Linked DNA regions of Pan troglodytes: region 1 is linked to region 2. A link is a contact called in public Hi-C data. All regions are on one chromosome and are shown on one strand. The core of a region is the stretch at or near the end of the contact, and the rest is flanking DNA. Distances in the headings are between cores, read along the strand shown. Region 1 has its middle 74 kb from the start of MIR15A. Region 2 has its middle 20 kb from the start of TRIM13.

Region 1 (3,546 bases), core at 76-2,575, 150 kb before region 2:
TGGTTTTCCCGGGCGGGCACGTGACGGGGTTGGCAGCGTTCGGGCCCCGGCTGGGAGGGGGAAGAAGCGGGGAGCAGAAGGCCGCGGGCGGGCGGCTGGCGCGCTGTGTACTTAGGTCGTGTGCTGGGGCTTTTCTCTCCCAGGAGCCGGCGGGGGGAGGGGAGGGGGAGGGGCCACCGCTCCGCCTTCTCCTTTTCGCAATGTTGACGCAATCTATAAATAGTGGAACAAAAGGACCAACTTCCTCGGAGCTTTGCTGAAACTGCACAAAAAATCGAGCCGGGGGGTTCCCTGGTCCCCGGCGATGGGGCGGGGAGCGCGGCGCCGGGGGAGGGGGCGGGCGCGGCGGCGCGGGCCCCGCCGAGGGGGGACACCTGGCTGAGGCACAGCTGCCGCCGCGCCTTTCCGCGCGAGCCCAGAGCTCCGATCCCTGCGCGGGCTCGAGAGCTCGCCCCGAACGGGGGTCTTCCTCCTCCGCCGTTGACAGGTCAGTCCGTACCGCCCCTTTCAACACTGTGGGCTTTCTTTTTCCTCCCCCGAGCCTCCACTTTTAGAAGGGAACTGAGAGGAAAAATAGAACGAGGCGCTGCAGCAACAGCCAGCAAATCTGCAACCCCAGCAGTCCACACGGCAGGGGTGGCCGAGGGGGCTCAAGGAGGCGGTCCCCGCCTGGCCCCTCGTCGTATGGCCGGTGCCTGCGCCGCAGCCAGAGACGGAGGACTGGCGTGCGCCACCCGGGCGGTAGGGAGAGCGGAGGCGCGGGCCGCCTTGCTGGGGTCGAGAGGGGCTCCCGGCTGCTTCTCTCGCCCGTGGGCCGACCCCCGGAGGCTACGCGTCAGGGCCCGGAGGCCGCTGCATGCGCCTCGCTCCCTCCGAGCTCGGACCCGGCGCCTCAGCCTCGTCCTCTAACTGCTGTGGGAGGATGGAGCAGAGAAGCGCTGTCGCTGCACGCCGCCGTGCCCCCTGGCTCTGGTGCCCACGCAGCCAGCAAGCACTGAGCTGGGGGGCAGGGTGGAACCGGGGCACGCTCGCTTCTCGGAGCCTCGGACCTGAGCGCGAGCGCCCGCCGCGCCGCCGTGGCGGTTCCACAGGGCGCGGGGAGGGGGCGGAGCTGGTGCTGTTGACAGCGGTGCCGGAGCGGGGAGGGCGAAAGTTGGGGAGAGGGGGCGGGGGAGAGGTGGGAGTCGGGGCTGGGGGAGAGAGCGCGCGCGCGGGCTTCGGCGGGGAGAGGGGGGCCGGGTCATGTGATGTACAGACACCCCCGCTACAGGCTGGCTGCAGGGGTGACGTCACCACCCTTGACTGCAGGGGGTGGCACTTCCGCTCCCTCCCCAGCTGCTCCCCAGCCCCTGGCACCGCCGGCTGGAGCCCTTTCGCAGTTTGAGTGGGCAGAGGGAGAGAGGGGTTTTCCTTCTGGCCCCAGCCTCTGACTGCTTCTCCCGCCGCCCGGAGTCCCCGCCCTGGGACCGGAATGGGAGCCGCGGCCGCCCCCTCCCGACGCGTCCCATTGTGTGAGCGGGCGGCGCAGGGCGGAGGCTGGTGCCGGCCCCCCGCAACTCTGCGCTCCCGAGGGGGCGGGGGCGGACCCCGCGCAGTCAAGGCCAGGTCCAGCCGCCCGCCGGCTCCTCCTTCCCCAGAGCGCCGTCCGCGCGCGGGAAGTCCGACGCTGTCGACTCGGTCCGGACACCGCGGCCTCGCCCGCGTCCCTGGGGCGCCGGGTGGTGAGAGACCCGCTGGGCCGTGTGGGCCCGCGGTCCAGCCCAGCGGGTGTGTGGTTGGAGTCTGTCACAGCCCCGAGGGACGCGATCCCAGCAGTCGTTACGCGCTATTTGGGGAAACTCGGGGTTTTGGTGACTCAGCGCGGTGAGCGCTATTTATAGGTAGATGCGTTAGGAGAAGGGAAATAAGCTTCGCTCGAATCCGTCCATTCGTCCGCCCGAGGACTGCAAAGAGCTCCGTTTGGAGGCAACAACTGAAAGACTTCTGAAAAAGATTTGGCAGTTAGAGCCTGTGCTATAAGACATAGCAGGCCTCGCCAGGAGACTAGTTACAACAGTTCGTCTCAAAAAGTTAGAACGTTTTCTGGAGTAGATGGAGGATTTTAGGGACACGTCATAACCCGTAGACTGTCTTTTTGGGTGTTAGTGTGTGAACCACGAGCAATAATTCAGGTGAAAACCGAGCAGTCCTCCCAGTAGATCGCAGTCTATCAAGAACTGCGTTGTTAGTTGCAGGATTTGTAAAATACATAACATCATATGTGGATAGGTATAAAAAAACTGAATGATGTTGAAAGTTGCTATGCAATATTCTGTAACAGGAAGGTGTGTGTGGCATTTATCTAGAATAAAAAATGTGGAGATTGTAAATTACATGTTTACAATCCAATTTCTCCCTCCCGAAAAGCACTATGAAAAAAAGGCCTTTGATTCTTCAACAGTGTATGAATGCTACACAAACAGTTTTGGCTTCACTTTATGATTTTGATTCTTTTTTCCCACCTCCACCCCAGTTTGTAAATCCAGGAGGTAGATGTTAAGAGAGAGCAATTGCCAGGTTAGCTGCAGGGAGGCAAGAGGCCAGGTCGGGCAGGGCTTTGTATACCCTGCATGCTGAAGAATTTGGACTTTAGCCTGAGACCTACAAGTTTTGGGGGAAACCCATACCTTTTGAGGAAAATAAAAAGCAATGGGCTCTTTCTCTAGGAAAAAAAATGCGCTTACATACCTATACTAAAATTTTGCATACAATTTTAGGGGGGTTACTTGCTTTATGAGTAAATTCCTGTTCTGCCTCAGGACTAAAACATAGGAAAGGGAGAGCCATGAAAGGATTTTTGAAAATGTCATATTGAGGTGTACACTGGTTGAAGTCCTGGAGACTTGAAGATGGAATGTAAAACAGCCTGTGACCTAAGTAACAATCAATTAGGACCACCGCTGTGTACCTAGGGATAGTGGGGATAGAGAAAAGAGGAATTCAAGGAAGTAATTAAATTGGTGGAATTCTGTTGGTGGAATGGGAAAACTGGTTGGCTGTAAAGGGCAAGAGCAAGGGATACCCAGATTTCTGGTTTAGGGTGTGGACTAAAAGGAGAAGTAGGCCTCAAGTCTAGGGGAAGGAACTCTGTTTTGTCCCTGTAGAATCTGAAGTATCAGAGAACTACTGGGGGGAGCAGGGGGTGTTGAAGTAGTTTGGCTCTCTGGAGTCATTAAAATGTAGGTGATAGCTAAAGCAGTGGGAGGGGCTTAGATGGACCACAAAGGGTGCCTTGTAAGAAGTGGTCTGAGGAGGGAACCCTGGGAACACCCATATTCAGGGGAAGAAGGAGAGCAGAAGGAATCTTTGAAGAACCGTGATGAGTGACTAAAGACAGAGCAGTGTCCTTAGCATATAACTGATGAATAAAATCCTGCTTCCTTGATAATAGAAACATGTTGCTGCTTTGTTCCCTTTATATGACTGAAAAAGCTGTGTTCTCTTTCAGTGAAAAAGAAACCATAATTGTCTTTCTGGAGATTTGAATTTAGAAGGACAGTGAAGATA
Region 2 (3,246 bases), core at 415-2,914:
AAGCCAGGGCCTCTTTTCTTCAAGGCCACCCCCCAACTCATCTCAGGCTGAGGCTCCTCTCTTGAGGCCATATCCCATGGTAGCATTTCTTTGAGGGCTGCTTTTCTGCCGTTCTTCTCCCCAGGTAGGGCCTCTAAAACCGATGGAAGTGAAGTGCTACACCTCAGAGCTGCTTTAGCCCTTAGAGCTGGCCAGGGTCTGAGTGGGCCTCTCACAGGGCCACAGGACTGCTCTTTCCCCCAGCATGCCTAGAAGCTGAGACCACTCACACCACATGAACATGCTATCCTTGTTCCTCTTTCCTGCCAGCCTCAACACAACCAGAATACAGCCCAATAATGGCTGCCTACAAATGGGAGGCACCCAGGGAAGGGAGGGGGTGCTTATTAAGAACCAGCCTGGAGGAGGATCATGGTTTCTCTGAAACAAGAAGGAGGTGAGGGTTGATGCGGAAGGTATATTAGAAATGCTTCAAGCACTTGATGCTTTGAGGGTTTGGGGGTTTGAGTTTGGGTTTGTTTTTTAAGCTTAACAATGTGAAAAAGATGTCAAATAACTTTTCTGAACTGTGGCAATCAGAGCCTTGTCCAGAATCATAACTTAATGGCTTTTTGGCTCTCAATTTGATGGTCAGTTTGGCTAACCAACACTTTTTACTTCTGTGTTATTTATTACACAGTTGATCCCCCCCATAATATGTTAAAAGCCTACTTCCAACCTATTAAAATGTACCCTTGGAGTGCTGTCCAGATTCACCATTAAAATAGTGTCTTTCCAGTCTTATGTATTTTATTCAGCAGTTGCTACAGTACTTTTTTTTTTTTTTTTTTTTTGACAGGATCTCATTCTGTTGCCCAGGCTGGAGTCCAGTGGTGTGATCACAGCTCACTGAAGCTTTGACCTCCTAGGCTCAAGCTATCTTCCTGCCTCAGGCTCCTGAGTAGCTGGGACTATAGGCACATGCCACTATACCTGGCTAATTTTTAATTTTTTGTAGAAACTGGGTCTCGCTATGTTGCCCAGGCTGGTCTCGAACTCCTGGGTTCAAGCATTCCTGACACTTTGGCCTCCCAAAGTGCTGGGATTACAGGCATGAGATGCCATGCCTGGCCATATTTTTATTTTTAAATCTTTCTATTTAAATAAGGAGAGGGAGAGAGAGAGAAAGCTCTAGGTGCATTTTTTCCAAATGGACACCTTGCCATGTTTTCAACACACATCTAAAGCCTGAATTGAGAGTATAATTTTTCTGTAGATACATCACCTTGAGGAATTTTATAAACTTCAGTTTCCTCATCTGAGAAATGAGGTAGTTGGATTAGATGAACTGGCTCATCAAGTGAGTATAAGGAGCCTTCCAAATTTAAGAATTATTAACATTTCCCGGAAGACTAACCAGGCAATTTTTCTTCTTTAGGTTTGACTTTCTGAGATGTCATGGCTTAGTATTCTTTAAGCAAATTCTGGAATGTTCTTGTCCCTTTGGAATAATTGTAATGTGGATTTGTTCTGTGCAACTGATGATATTCTAATGTGTTTGGGCAGGTTTAAGTCTAAATTTCCAAAGTCTCACACCTGTGGTTTTACCAAAAAGGTACTGCTCAAGGAAACCAGTGATGGGCAAAGGATGCATGGTATAGCTATGATGCAAGAGCGCCCTCTGCAGGCCATGCGAAGATGAGTCTCTTTCTTAAAGGGTAGCTTTTCCGCTCTTTGTGTAGAGTACAACCCTTCCCTTCCTCCTGTAGCATTCTCATCAAGAAACATTTGTTTAGTGCTTACCCTGAGCTAGGCACAGTGTGCTTAGGGCTGGGAACACAAAAATAAAAGCATCCTAGGCTTAAAGGATCTCACGGTCTAATGGGGTACATCCCAATCAGATCATTATAATGCAACCTGAGAGGTGTGTCACTGGAGCTGTGCCTCATGTCCCCATTAGTTTGCAATCACAAGTTGCACACAAGAGCCGAAATCAAACTGTACAGTACAATGCTTTTTTGTTAGGAGAGAAGGACTGGTGACTCACCCTAGCATTTTCTCTTTGCACAGAAACAGATGCCCTGCCCAGAAGCAACACGGCTAATGGGTGCCACCGTGGAGACCCAGGCAATCTGAGAGTAGTCCTGACAGCCAGACCTCCAGGGTGGAAATGGGAAGGTCTACAGAGAAAGGTCAGGATTTAACAGGGAAATGGAGGAGGGCAAGAACGGGGGTCAGGAGGTATCTACGCATTTTGATATGAAATTAAGAAGTTCATTTAAAATATACAACCAAGGCCCGTGACACTTTTTGTAACAAGATTCTAGCTTATCTTCCCACTAGATTTTGTTGGACTTTTTTCAAATTGTATCTGATTGTGTTTTTCAAACTAGGCCAGGAGGGCCCCTCAACTTCTAAAATACAAAAATCCTTTCTGCTCCTCTTTTCAAATCTTCTCAGATTCTGGGCACACCCAGAAATTCCATGTGCCTTTTTACTCCCTTAATCCTGTTAACTTTTTGTCTCTTCTTAGCAATGACTTCCTTTCATTTTAGAGAAAGTTCTGCTGGTAACATACTATATAAGCCAGGAGAGAAAAAGAACTTGAAAGAGGAACACATTTTTCTTCATTTTCTTTTTTCAAAAAAGGTAAGGGAAAAAAATAAAGGAAGTGGAGAAATATACTACTCAGTACAGTTGTCAAACAAATTTCTTGGAACCATGGCCTACAAGAATACCTATCTTAACTGCATTGCACTAGAAACCACATTTTCATATTCCTTTTGTGATAATTCTAAGATAATGAATTAGATGTTAGCCATTGTTTTCCAGAATAGAATTTCTGGAGTTACTGGTAGTTCAGGGAATTTTAGTCACAAGATATATATTTTCTGTACCTTTGTGTGTGTGTATATGTGTGTATGCATATATACTTATATACATGCACATATATACACATACACACAAACATACATGTGCTATAGCTTTTGAATGGAGATATATGTGTGTGTACACACACACACATTCATTCATTCATTTATATCATACAGCTTCTCTGAAGAGCAACAGGAGAAAAATGCAGGAAATATAAAGGCAACCTGGGGTCAGTCCTATGCAGTGAGCTCTTTGAGGTCTCCATCAGAAATAAAAGATTTCAGTCTTTTTTGGCTGGGCACAGTGGCTCACACCTGTAATCCTAACACCTTGGGAGGCCAAGGTGGGAGGATTAACAAAAAATACAAAAATTAGCCGGGGGTGGTGGTGGGA

The links. A called contact is a pair of places that touch in the nucleus more often than the background predicts.
Region 1: a contact with region 2 is called in a Hi-C map of stem cell-derived neural progenitor cells, with 5 times the contacts expected there. The contact joins two enhancer-like sites. A contact is called at or near these places in 2 of 7 Hi-C or Micro-C datasets (induced pluripotent stem cells and stem cell-derived neural progenitor cells) and 1 of 1 datasets of contacts at active chromatin or transcription factors (stem cell-derived excitatory neurons).

What each region holds. Positions count from the first base shown.
Region 1 is chr14:55,715,455-55,719,000 of NHGRI_mPanTro3-v2.0_pri, reverse strand. No RefSeq gene overlaps it. Among named protein-coding and RNA genes, the nearest start is that of MIR15A, 74 kb to the right of the region's middle. Within about 2 kb of position 1,325, at least 18 of the 24 cell types and tissues checked have an H3K27ac peak or open chromatin away from gene starts, as enhancers often do. A contact at or near this core is called in stem cell-derived neural progenitor cells, where this site is marked.
Region 2 is chr14:55,568,744-55,571,989 of NHGRI_mPanTro3-v2.0_pri, reverse strand. It overlaps a transcript of LOC745092 not described here. Among named protein-coding and RNA genes, the nearest start is that of TRIM13, 20 kb to the left of the region's middle. Within about 2 kb of position 1,664, at least 2 of the 24 cell types and tissues checked have an H3K27ac peak or open chromatin away from gene starts, as enhancers often do. A contact at or near this core is called in stem cell-derived neural progenitor cells, where this site is marked.